Regions from separate parts of the Mus musculus genome. Here all the other regions are linked to region 3. A link is a contact called in public HiChIP or PLAC-seq data. All regions are on one chromosome and are shown on one strand. Each heading gives the region's core, a stretch centred on a gene start, on an enhancer-like site or on the middle of the called end of the contact. The rest is flanking DNA. Distances are from core to core; before and after follow the strand shown.

Region 1 (3,710 bases), core at 770-3,269, 980 kb after region 3:
AGAATGGCTTCCTATTCTTTTCATAAAGATGATCATTATCTAGTATAACAACTTATAGTTTTGAAGTTTATTAATGTAGAAACAAAACTACAATCAAAATTTATTCATAAATGCATTTCCTCTATTTATAAAACAAAACAAACAAACAAACAAACCATATCAAAATCTGAACTTAACTCTCCAGTCTGCAAAGGAACTTAATAACTTCTAAAGCTTTAGTTTTAAATAGAATGTTGAAGGTTGCAATACCAAAATTTTGTGTGAGGTTGTATATAATGGAAGATTTCTAGGAAAATTTACATATATCATCAGTTGATCCCATGTTAGCAATTTTGGGGACAGAACTAAATGTCTGAGACTAAGCATGTGTATAATAAACAGAGTGCTTCAGGACCTCTGGTGGTTTGCTTTGCTGCAAAGACAAGGAATATAGTATTAAGAGACATTTTCTTCAGCTGAAAATGTTATAAATATTAAATTATAAAATATTAAATATAACATATTAAATTATTAAATATTTTGACATATGACTATTTCCAGTTGTCGCTGCAGTATTAGAAGAAGTAAGTTACATATAGGAGCACATCATAAGGGAACGGGGAAGGAAGAAAGGACACTCCTGAAACAAGAAAGTCACGCAAGGATTCATCAAACCAAATTGTGTCTCACTTAATACTTTAAACATTAGGTTTTACAGAACAAGTTTATATTAGAACTTGGTTTGCAGCTTATTTCTAATAGGAAAAAATCTGTATATGATATAGCATATTTGAATAGACATGGTGCTTTTTTGGCAATCTAGTTATTATTAAATAAATAGATAATCCCAGGAAACAAAATAGCTTGTACATTGATCAATTGAGTTGTTATTTAAATAGCAGAAAACTTCCTGAGATAATACAGAGGCACTTCTAACAGCAAACTTAACCTCCTCTTTTTCCTCATTGCTACAAATGCAGTTCTCAAGAAAATGAGGGAATGTCAAACTAAATTGACTTGGGTTACGATGAACTCCTTGTTAGTCTCCTGAGAACATTGACAATGTAAGAACAGTTAGCTATCAGTAATCCATTCATTGATTGTATGTGCGCAGGGAAAGGATAAGACTCATGGCTGATAAAACAGACAAACAAAACCAGTTCCTGATCAGGAGAGAGTCTGTCAGCATCCTAGGAAAAGTTCTTTCAGCATCATAGAGAGTGATTCTGATTCTTATTATGTGGTAGCATCTTGTATATTCATTATCCTGGAAATATAGAAAAGAAAGAGCTTGTTTAAGCATTTGGTGAAAGTGTACCACATTTGGGTAGAAATGACAAACATCGGAGTCATATCTATTTGAAACCAAATAGTTTCTCAACCAGAACTTGTTGTGGAGAAAGCAGGGAGGATCGGTCCACTTTTTGTTTAAGTGCTGAGATCCTTGCCCCAAGACTGGCTTCTACTCCAAGCATTTCAAGTGAGATTGATAAGGCCACAGGACTGCACAGAAATGTAAGTCATGTGTTGTGTTGTACTCCACACCTGAACAGAAAGACAAAAGTAGAGCAATAGAACACTATTGGCTGCCTTTCTCAAAAAATTGCAACTTTTAGAACTTCCTGTGATAAAAAGAAATAATAGGAAATGGCTATCCCATTGAAATAATTTTGTTGCAAACCAAATTAAGTACTAGAGTCAGTATATAAACACATTTAAGATACAAAATTACCTATTTTGCTTTGAGAACATCTATGTAGTAGAAGATTAAACAGACTAAATGAAAATGTGGCAAGGTAGCCTGGGCTGCAGGAATCTGTGTTAAAATGTAGTGTGAGCCTTAGTGGTGTGGCTGAGTGTAGCTCCTCTGCTGAAATCCACATTGAAAGAGTGCAGCTTAGAGTGAGGTCCAAGTTTCTTGGGGCCATGTTCTTAAAGAGGATTGTGGGAAGTCGATCTCTCTTTCCTTTTGCTTTACCTCTTGTGGGTACAGGAAGTTGAATGGGTTCTACCCGACTGCACACACCACACACCAGTCAGCTTGCTGCCTCACCACAGGAGATACACAATGGGGCCTCCTCATCATGGGCTGAAATGGCTAAATGTATGAGATAGAATAATCCTTACCTGTTTGAAAGCTGACTTATGGCTATTTGTAACCATAACCGGCCATTAGCCAATAGACTTGGTAGAATTATTAAAAATAGTTAAACATGTGAGAAATATACATTGTTTGGAATTATAAAGCAATTTTTGCCCTTGTATCTATTCCCATTTTAGAATCATTTGTCCCCTAAAGGAAGAAACAGGTGTTTTCTGCTGGCTGCCATTCCTAGTGGTGCTTTTTGGGAGGCAGAGAGATATGGGATGTGGGAAAGGGAGGGAGAGAAAAATCTCAGATAGCCTTACCTCATGCTTCAGGGATGTGTTCATAGCTAGTTCAAAGGGTTCCTTATGATAATGAAGGAATAAGTGAACTTAGTATTTCTTCCCAAGAGGTGAACTGACTTTTATAACAGAGTAGAGAGACAAGGATGAAGAGACGGGTGAATAGAAACCAGGACTAGAGTACACTTTCTGTTGAAAAAACAAATGACCCACAATGCAGGGGTCTTGTCGCTATTGTTGAGCATTTTTAAGCTCTGTCTATTTTAGAACGTGAAAGCCCCTACCTCCTCAGAGATGGCTAGGGAAAAAATTTAAGGAATATTAAGAGTGTTGATGTTTTATCTTGGTACTGGCACAGGACACTGTCCTCCAGAGGGGGAGGAACCAGTCATTAACATACTGAAGATGCTCTTAGTGATCATGAAGTGCTCACTTTATAGTAACAGACATTATCTGACAGATGAAAGTATAATACCCATGTGTTAGCTATTGTTTCTGAACTCTTGTAATGTTAGGATGCTAGACATTGTTTAAATTGCTTACTTTTAGCAGAGCAGTTTTAGAGTGAATGGAACTAGTGACCTACACTTTGAGTTGTATCAGTTTGTGCCTTTGGTTATCTTATTTTTTTAATTTGTCTCTCTTTATTGTTTAGTGTCAGACTGTATACCAGTTTTTGATAAAAACTGTGCCAGAACGACCTGAAGCATCAGCTAAAACTTAACATACTGAAGCATTTGCTTTAGGTTTATGCCAATATTGGTTAATTTCCTGTTTCTTTAATTAAATAAATCCTCAAAAATAGCAACTTTGGGAAAAGCAGTCTACTCTGGATTACAGTTCCAAAAGACCTGGCAGCCAGAACGCTGAGCACACCTACCGAGCACACAGTCATCAATCACACTTGCTCTCTAAGCAGGAGCCAGGGAGACAGAAGAGGAAGTAAACCAGGCTACAAAGCCACAAAGCCCAACTCCAGTGATGTCCTTCATCAAGGCTGCAATGATTACTGGACCTTCCCAAACAGCATCATCAGCTAGAAACTAAGTATTGAAACAAGTGAGCCTGTAAGGTGGTTTTATATTCACATCACAATAATATGTCCTTCTTTGATGACAAAGACAACTAAGAGCTTCAGTTTCTATCTTAGTAGCATTTGATTGAAATTTTGAAAACTGCTTTGTTTGTTTGTTAAGCAGCACTTAATTAGCTATGATATAGAATTTTGTTTCCTCAATTTCCACTCATATGGCTATTTTAAAAACAAACCAAAGCATAAAATACTTAGAGGAACCCCATCAGACAAGAAGACTTAGTTGGTGCAAAAGACCATGCTTGAGAGA
Region 2 (3,297 bases), core at 55-2,554, 520 kb before region 3:
TCTAGTGTTCTGAGGTGCTCTACTCTTTATTCTGCACCAGAATAAAAGGGAGAGAGAGTAGGAAGGAAGGAGGGGAGAGGAGGAAGGAAAGGAGGAAGGAAGGAGATGAGGGGGAGGGGGGGAGGGAGGGTAGGAGAGCATTATACATTTTAATATCATTTTTATAGCATCCACACGTTCAAGAATGAAAATCAAAAATTAATAGCTGGAATTAGATTAATACTTCCTAAAATACTTTCAAAAGTGCTCTTTTCGTTTCTAGACATACGCCTCATTATGCAGTTCTATTTGTATTCCAGAGCAGTTGAGTTTTATATTTGAGTTGTTGTAATGGATGACTTTGAAATGACAGGGGACAGTGCATTTTTGTTTCTTATTGATCAGCTCAAGGCTTTTGCTTGTAAATACTGTGCATTGAAATAACAAAACAGGCTACAGAAGCTTTTAAAAGTGAGACCGTCAGGGTCACATTTGATTCAGTCGTTGTATTGACCAATGTGATTTGATAATTGACAAATTAAGCTCATGAGAAAATTAGATCAACAACCACTTTTATTTTTAGATGGTTTAAACAAAAGAGATAAAATTTTGGGAGCAAATAATGATAGGATACTGGAACAAAAACTGCCCCCACGAAGGGAAAACCTGGGCATGCAACATTTTACAAAACAAAGAAATCTGCCTGGCCCATCAAAATAAACAACATTTAAATGGTTGCTTTGGGTTTTAAATATTTTTGCACAGAGCAGACCCTACGAGATTCTTATCTGAGCTAGAGATTTCTTGACATGTTAACCGGGCAGCTCTCTAGCATTCCTCGGTATCCTGGGCTAAAACAAAGAGATGACAGGGGTCGGGGTAATAGAGGAGGCATCACCTTTAGGCTCCTGGATTTCGTGGAGCAGGACACCTGGCTTGCTTTTAATTCAGTCAGAGTTAGAAACCCACTTCAGGAAAAAGCCCAGAGTTTTGTTTTCAACCATTCTAAGCAAAGGGAGTAACCAAAAGAAAAGCCAGGATTACAGGGCTCAACCAGGACTTACATCGCCCAACTTTGAGAGAAGAGATCTGATCCCACACCCCCACGCCCCAGCTTGTTCTCGACATTATCTTCAAGTAAATATTATCTGCTGCTTTTATGAAAGGAAAGAATGTCACAAAAAGTGTCGTGGAGTTGAAGCCAACCGCTTAGTATCACAAGGCTGAGGTCCTTTATTTTGATTTGAACCCTAAACAGAGCTATGCTATGTGCACAGAGCCTCAGGCTGCAGACTCCTCCTATGTAAAGCAGGCACCAGCAGGCCTGTTAGTGGCCACTCAGGCCTGAAGCCAGCAGGGCTGCAAATTCCCCAGAGCTGGGCTTCTGGCTTTGGCCTTTCTTTGTCCTCCTCCCCTCCCCTCCCCTCCCCTCCCCTCCCCTCCCCTCCCCTTCTCTCTCTCCCTCTCTCCCTCCCTTCTACCCTCCCTCCTTCCTTCCTTCCTTTCTTTTCCTTGTTGATGTTGGGGGGGGGGGGGTAGTGGTGGTTTGTTTATTTAAATACTTTTCGTTTCCCTGTTCTATTCTATTTAACAGTTTAGAACAGAAACTATAGTGAGAAGTGGTCAGTTGCTTCCTTCCACAGACCGGCTTCTTTTATCTTTATGATTTTAATATCATGGTTGCTATATGTATTGCAATTCTTTCCTTAAATTGTTTTACTACATTTCAGATGATTGCAGAGTAAAATTTGTGGGATACTGTAGTAACAGTAGCGACAAAATAAATTAAGCTGGGCGTTCATTCACCATGTCCCATACCAACTCAAGCACTGCATCACCACAATTTTGAACACTGGGAGTTTTGAATACTGAACATTTGTTAAGGGAAATGTAATAAGACGTTTTTAAAAATTAAACACTCAAGAAATTTGTTTGATTAAAAGATCATGTGTATCATTTTTACAATTCAGTTTACAGATCTATCAGAAGTTCATGAAAAGTGAGAATCCTGTCACCTGAAGATGTCTATCAGATTCTACATGGTGCCCTGCACATTCTAGAGCTTCAGATAGATGGTGGTTTTATATAGAATGCAAGTTTGGGATTCTGAGACGTACTCCGTACTCCTCGTTGTCCTCGTCGTCATCCTCCTTCCTGCCTCCCCCTCCTGCCTGCTGTCTTTAGACAGCATCTCACTCTGGAGCCAGGCTGTCCCTGAACTCACATCAGCCCTCCTGCCTCATCCTCCCAAGTGCTGGGATTGCAGTAAGGCTAGCATCCCTGGCTCCAGAGAGCATTTCTAAGGATGGGTATCACATTTCTTTTCTGAAGGATTTTGCTTTTAATCTGTAAAGCTCATTTGATCCCAAAATTAAAGTCAGGATCCCAATAACTGATTAGTAAACTTCAAAGTGTATTATTAAAGGAAAGATTCTGTGATTTACTGATCTTCTCTCAAAGATCTGGAGATGAGCATTCTCCAGAAGTGAGGGGAGGGAATGACCTACGGTCCTCGATGAAGACCCTCTGGGAAATGAGAATGAAAGCAGTGGCTCCCAGTGGCATCCGCTGTCCCAGGCCCTCCTGTACCTCTCTTCTAACTTCCAAAGGGTGTTCCGACCAGTCACCACCCAAATCCAGCAGGACAGTTCTGAGGCTACTCAGTAGCCAAGTCACCATAAGCTTTTTTTTTTTTTCCTTTCAGAACGTCAACCTGGAGATGATTTTCTGTAACTCAGAATGTGGACATTCATTTAGCATGGACAAATGTCTGTGTGACACTTCACCAACCAAGGCTAGCAGTGGCTTGTAGATAAAACTCGATTCTGTACTACATCTAGACTCTCCTAAATTCATGCATGCTATTAATATTATTTTTAAAATTTGGCTTGAAGTTATTAAGAAGGGGCTAGAGAGATGGCTTAGCAATTAATAGCACACATTACTCTTCCAGAGGAGTAGAACTCCCAGCCCCTACATCAGATAGATCATAGCAACCTGTAACCCCAGCTTCAGAGCCTCCTGTGACCTCTTCTGCTTGCCTCGGATACCTGCCCACACCGATACGTACACACACAGGTACACAATTTTAAAAAGTAAACACAACACATCTTCAAAGTTACTGAAAAAAATTCTAATCTTGAACCCCAAACCAGGATAGTGGGGTACTTAAGAAAGCAATTGTAGGATTGTGAATGAGACCCTTGATAGACTGATCAGCAGAAGCCATGTGTGATGAGTGTGACAAGAAATTTGGAAGTGCTACTAGTGTTCAAGTCTACATAATTTTCAAAAAAATCCAAATTAATACTAGCATAT
Region 3 (3,682 bases), core at 731-3,230:
TAGATAAAATGTCAACAAGCAATATACTTACTATTATTCAAAACAAATTTAGTAGTATTTTATTTAATTTCTCAGCTTTAATTTAAATTTTAGAAAACACTCTAGGATATAACTATACATATAACTATACATACGAACACACACACACACACACACACACACACACACACACATATATATATATATATATATATATATATATATATATATTTTAATGGTGGGGCTGGTAAAATAGTTTCGTAGATCAAATCACTTGCCAAAAAGCCTAACTACATGAGTTCCACTGCCAGACCCATTTGATGGAAGGAAAGAAACAACTCCAAATTTTCTTCTGACCTCCACACATACCTTGACACATATGGATCCAAATACATACATATGTTCTTTTGAAAATAGTAATATGTGTCCATAATGATAGCAATGTATCAAAAAAGCTCCAAAACTCCCTAGCAATGTATACACATATAAAACATTCCATATACTATATAACATACATGTGATAATATACCTACATCTTATACCTTTTCCCCCTGGATGGTCAGTCACCACTCATTTTAGAAAGGATGCAAAAAAAACTAGTGATAATAATTAAATTCCAACTTGTCAACTCTGCTCTTGAACAGGAACTATGATAAATCCCCTAGCTACAAAGTCCTTAAGTATGGACAATATTGGAAGGAGAGCCTTTCTCTTTAGAGTCTAGGAAAATTAGTCTACCAAATATGAGGTCATGAAAGATATGCTTCAATTTGTATTGATACCTACTATCCAATAACTTGTCTTTCTCAATGAAATCTCTCTGGTGATGCATGGTCAAAGGCTATGTGTTATTGATAGGAAAGCTCTCCATTAGGAGTAACTATGCTCAATGTCATAATATGTTTTGAATAAAAAAATATACAAAATGTTCTGTATTATTTAACATATTAATTATGATGACCTAGTTGTTTTGAACAGGTATTCAAGTAATGAGTGGGTCTCAGTTTTTACATCTTATAAATGGAAAAAAATCTATGTTATATAATCTCTAAGAAACCTTTCCTAGCAGGTGGGAAAATCCTAAAATCCCACAACAAAGTGAAAAGTATGAAACCCATGGGGAATACGTATGCACACAATGAGAAACCTTCAGACCTTGAGATCCAAATGACCAGACTCAAGAGTGTGACCCCCTAATGTTCTCAACTCTATAAAGAATCTTTTCATTGCACAGCCAACAAGACAAGGCCCCCTTTGGGCCTGGGCCCTCTTGCTACCAGTGGCAATCCGAAAGGGTCCTGTTCACTCTAGATCTACCATCTCTAGGTGTCTGTGTCAAGTTGGCAGCACCCCAGTGCGATGAACCGCCAATTCACGTTTTTTTACGTTGCAAAGATCCCATTACCAATTATTTACTGCTAGTATCTGTGGATTAACCACTGGTCATCTATGAAGCACCTACTTAATATGTGTACACTCTCATACCCGCAATATGTATCAAGTAAAGATCTGCTGAGTTGGATTCAACTCCCAAGGCCTGGAGTGACTTCAGGAGCCTCAGCCATTAAATGTTTTGTATGGTAGGCAGGTGGAGGGAAGAGAGCATTCTCATGATCTTCGACCTAACTCTGTTCCTCCCATTTGTGTGTGACACGTGGCTTCTATGACTGCCAGGGTGGCGGGAACTGGGGTGCAGGTAAAATGCTGTGAGAATTGGAGATGGGGACTTACCTGGGGAACCTCTGCTTCAGCTTCCTCAGGCTCTGCCTAGTGGGCGGTACAGACACTAGGCACTGGGCTATCTCCTCGTACTGGGCTTTGGTTAGTATCATATTGGGCCCAAGGAAAAATCACCCTTGGGCTCGTGCGGGCTTGGTGCCTAGAACCTAGGGAAGGGCAGAGCGCGGTACGACCCTGGGCCCTCCACTTATTTAGCTATCCCTTATGCCCCCAAAGCACACCCCCCTAGCTGCACCGCGGGGCGGAGACACGCAGCGTCCCAGGCTTCACCTCCGCGGGAGAGGCGGGCTGTAGAACTATTTGCGCCAGCAGAGTGTACTGAGCAGCCGCAGTAAGCCGGGCCGAAGGCAACTAGCCGCCATCTTGGGTAAGGGCAAAGCAACCAGGAAGTGGCGGCTGCGTACCGAATTCTTTTTGCGTCTTTAGGGGCAGGTGTCCCCAGCAACACCTCCCTGAGATCGGAACCCAGACGCTCATTGAAGACACTCTGCCAGCTGCGAGAAACACAGACGGCCCGTTTCGGGTCACAGGGATGCTTTTCCAGCCTGGAGTTGGAAACCCGGAAGTGCTCTGGTGGAGCGCGGGATTTGAATGTGTTTTTTTCCGACACGCCCAGTTCTGCCGCTCTGAGCAGATGGCCTGCAAAGGAGCAAGGTGAGCGGAAGCTAAGCAGCGAACAGGATCTCTGCAAACCAGCGGTTTCGCCTGTGCTGGGAAAGTTCTTCAGCCTCTCCCGTGGAAGGCAATGCTGGTTTTGTTGAGAACTTAAATTCTGCATTAAATTCTCTGGTGGAAAGCAATGCTGGTTTTGTTGAGAACTTAAATTCTGCATCTTAAAACAACTGGCAGTAGAATGTCAATTCCACTCTCGCATACATAAAGAAGTAAATTCCTGGCCCCCACAATAGTGAGTGCCCAATAATGTGTAGAAATACGAACTTCTGAGTTAATATATTAGAGCATCTATATATTTGGTTTGGTTTGGTTTGGTTTTTTGAAACCTTTGTTTCTAAGGTGGGCGTATGATATGTGTTCTCTCCCATTTTGAGCAAAAGGAAGAAAATCTGCTTAGGTTTTAGCACGTTTAAACGGTTTACTGCTTTCATTTGGTGTAAAGTGTAAGTTGGAAGGTTGGCCTAGATAAGACCCCATTGGTAAATTCTTTAGTTCATCAAAGCCTCAATTACTTTACCTATAAAAATTTGTAATTCATGAGGCAGGTTTTAAGACTAAATAAGGTAGTATAGAGCCAAGTTATGGAGTCACCGTAGTTGTCAGTCAACAGATGAAAGAATAAACAAAATGTGGTTTAGAAACACAGTTTTAAAGATTAAAATAATGACTACATCTGGAAAAAGGACTCAAACCAATATCTTTTGCTTCCTCTCCCTTGTGGCTCTTCAGTTTTACATAGATCACAAGTACACACACATTTACATACATACACATATGTACAAGAAAGAACGCAGAGAAATACTGAGAAAGCAATAAGACTGGGGGAGTGTGTGGACATAAAAATGAAAGAATTTATATTTGTGAAATCAGCACTATGTCCAATGACCATCTGTCAATAAAAACAATAAGATAGTACAAGAGACATTTATTTAGCATAGCATTCAACAGACATTATTTACGTAACTTAGGTTATAAAGACTAAGTTCCTTAAGTAAACTAGGTAGGATGTTTACTAGATAGTGTTTTGTTGGTATTCTTGTAAGGACTCCCTTAATCCCAGTAACTTCCCCTGGCGCAGGTTCTATCCCCATTATTGCTCCGTCCTTCCTTTGTTCAGAGTGAACAAAGGCATAAAAGGTCAAGGAACTTCCCGGAGGTCATGAGAACAAGTCAATAGCCAGAGTGGGATTTAAGTGAAAATTGGTACGCTGTGTTGCTGCCTCTCAACAATGCGTAATCACTTCATCTCCTAGTCACTCTCCTAAACCCAAAGGGTCCATTTTTCTGT

What was found. HiChIP or PLAC-seq counts read pairs in DNA pulled down with a chosen protein or histone mark.
Region 1: a contact with region 3 is called in an H3K4me3 HiChIP or PLAC-seq map of pro-B cells, with 6 times the contacts expected there. The contact joins the enhancer-like site here to the promoter of BC052040 in region 3. A contact is called at or near these places in 2 of 39 promoter capture datasets (cranial neural crest and hippocampal neurons), 3 of 115 datasets of contacts at active chromatin or transcription factors (acute myeloid leukemia, large pre-B cells and pro-B cells) and 1 of 9 other capture datasets (macrophages).
Region 2: an H3K4me3 HiChIP or PLAC-seq map of craniofacial prominence shows a contact between it and region 3, with 3 times the contacts expected there. The contact joins the enhancer-like site here to the promoter of BC052040 in region 3. A contact is called at or near these places in 5 of 39 promoter capture datasets (the 3T3-L1 cell line, 3T3-L1-derived adipocytes, hippocampal neurons and 2 more), 2 of 484 Hi-C or Micro-C datasets (adipose-derived mesenchymal stem cells and nephron progenitors), 9 of 115 datasets of contacts at active chromatin or transcription factors (acute myeloid leukemia, bone marrow-derived macrophages, craniofacial prominence and 3 more) and 2 of 9 other capture datasets (adipose tissue and liver).

The regions. Positions count from the first base shown.
Region 1 is chr2:114,599,615-114,603,324 of GRCm38.p6, reverse strand. All of the region lies in intron 3 of Dph6 (diphthamine biosynthesis 6), which reads left to right. Among named protein-coding and RNA genes, the nearest start is that of Dph6, 53 kb to the left of the region's middle. Within about 2 kb of position 2,019, at least 12 of the 459 cell types and tissues checked have an H3K27ac peak or open chromatin away from gene starts, as enhancers often do. A contact at or near this core is called in pro-B cells, where this site is marked.
Region 2 is chr2:116,101,613-116,104,909 of GRCm38.p6, reverse strand. No RefSeq gene overlaps it. Among named protein-coding and RNA genes, the nearest start is that of 2810405F15Rik, 27 kb to the right of the region's middle. Within about 2 kb of position 1,304, at least 12 of the 459 cell types and tissues checked have an H3K27ac peak or open chromatin away from gene starts, as enhancers often do. A contact at or near this core is called in craniofacial prominence and stem cell-derived epiblast-like cells, where this site is marked.
Region 3 is chr2:115,580,014-115,583,695 of GRCm38.p6, reverse strand. It overlaps BC052040 (cDNA sequence BC052040), which reads right to left and starts at 1,980. Exons shown (of 11, transcript NM_207264.4): 1 at 1,711-1,980. The coding sequence starts at 1,811.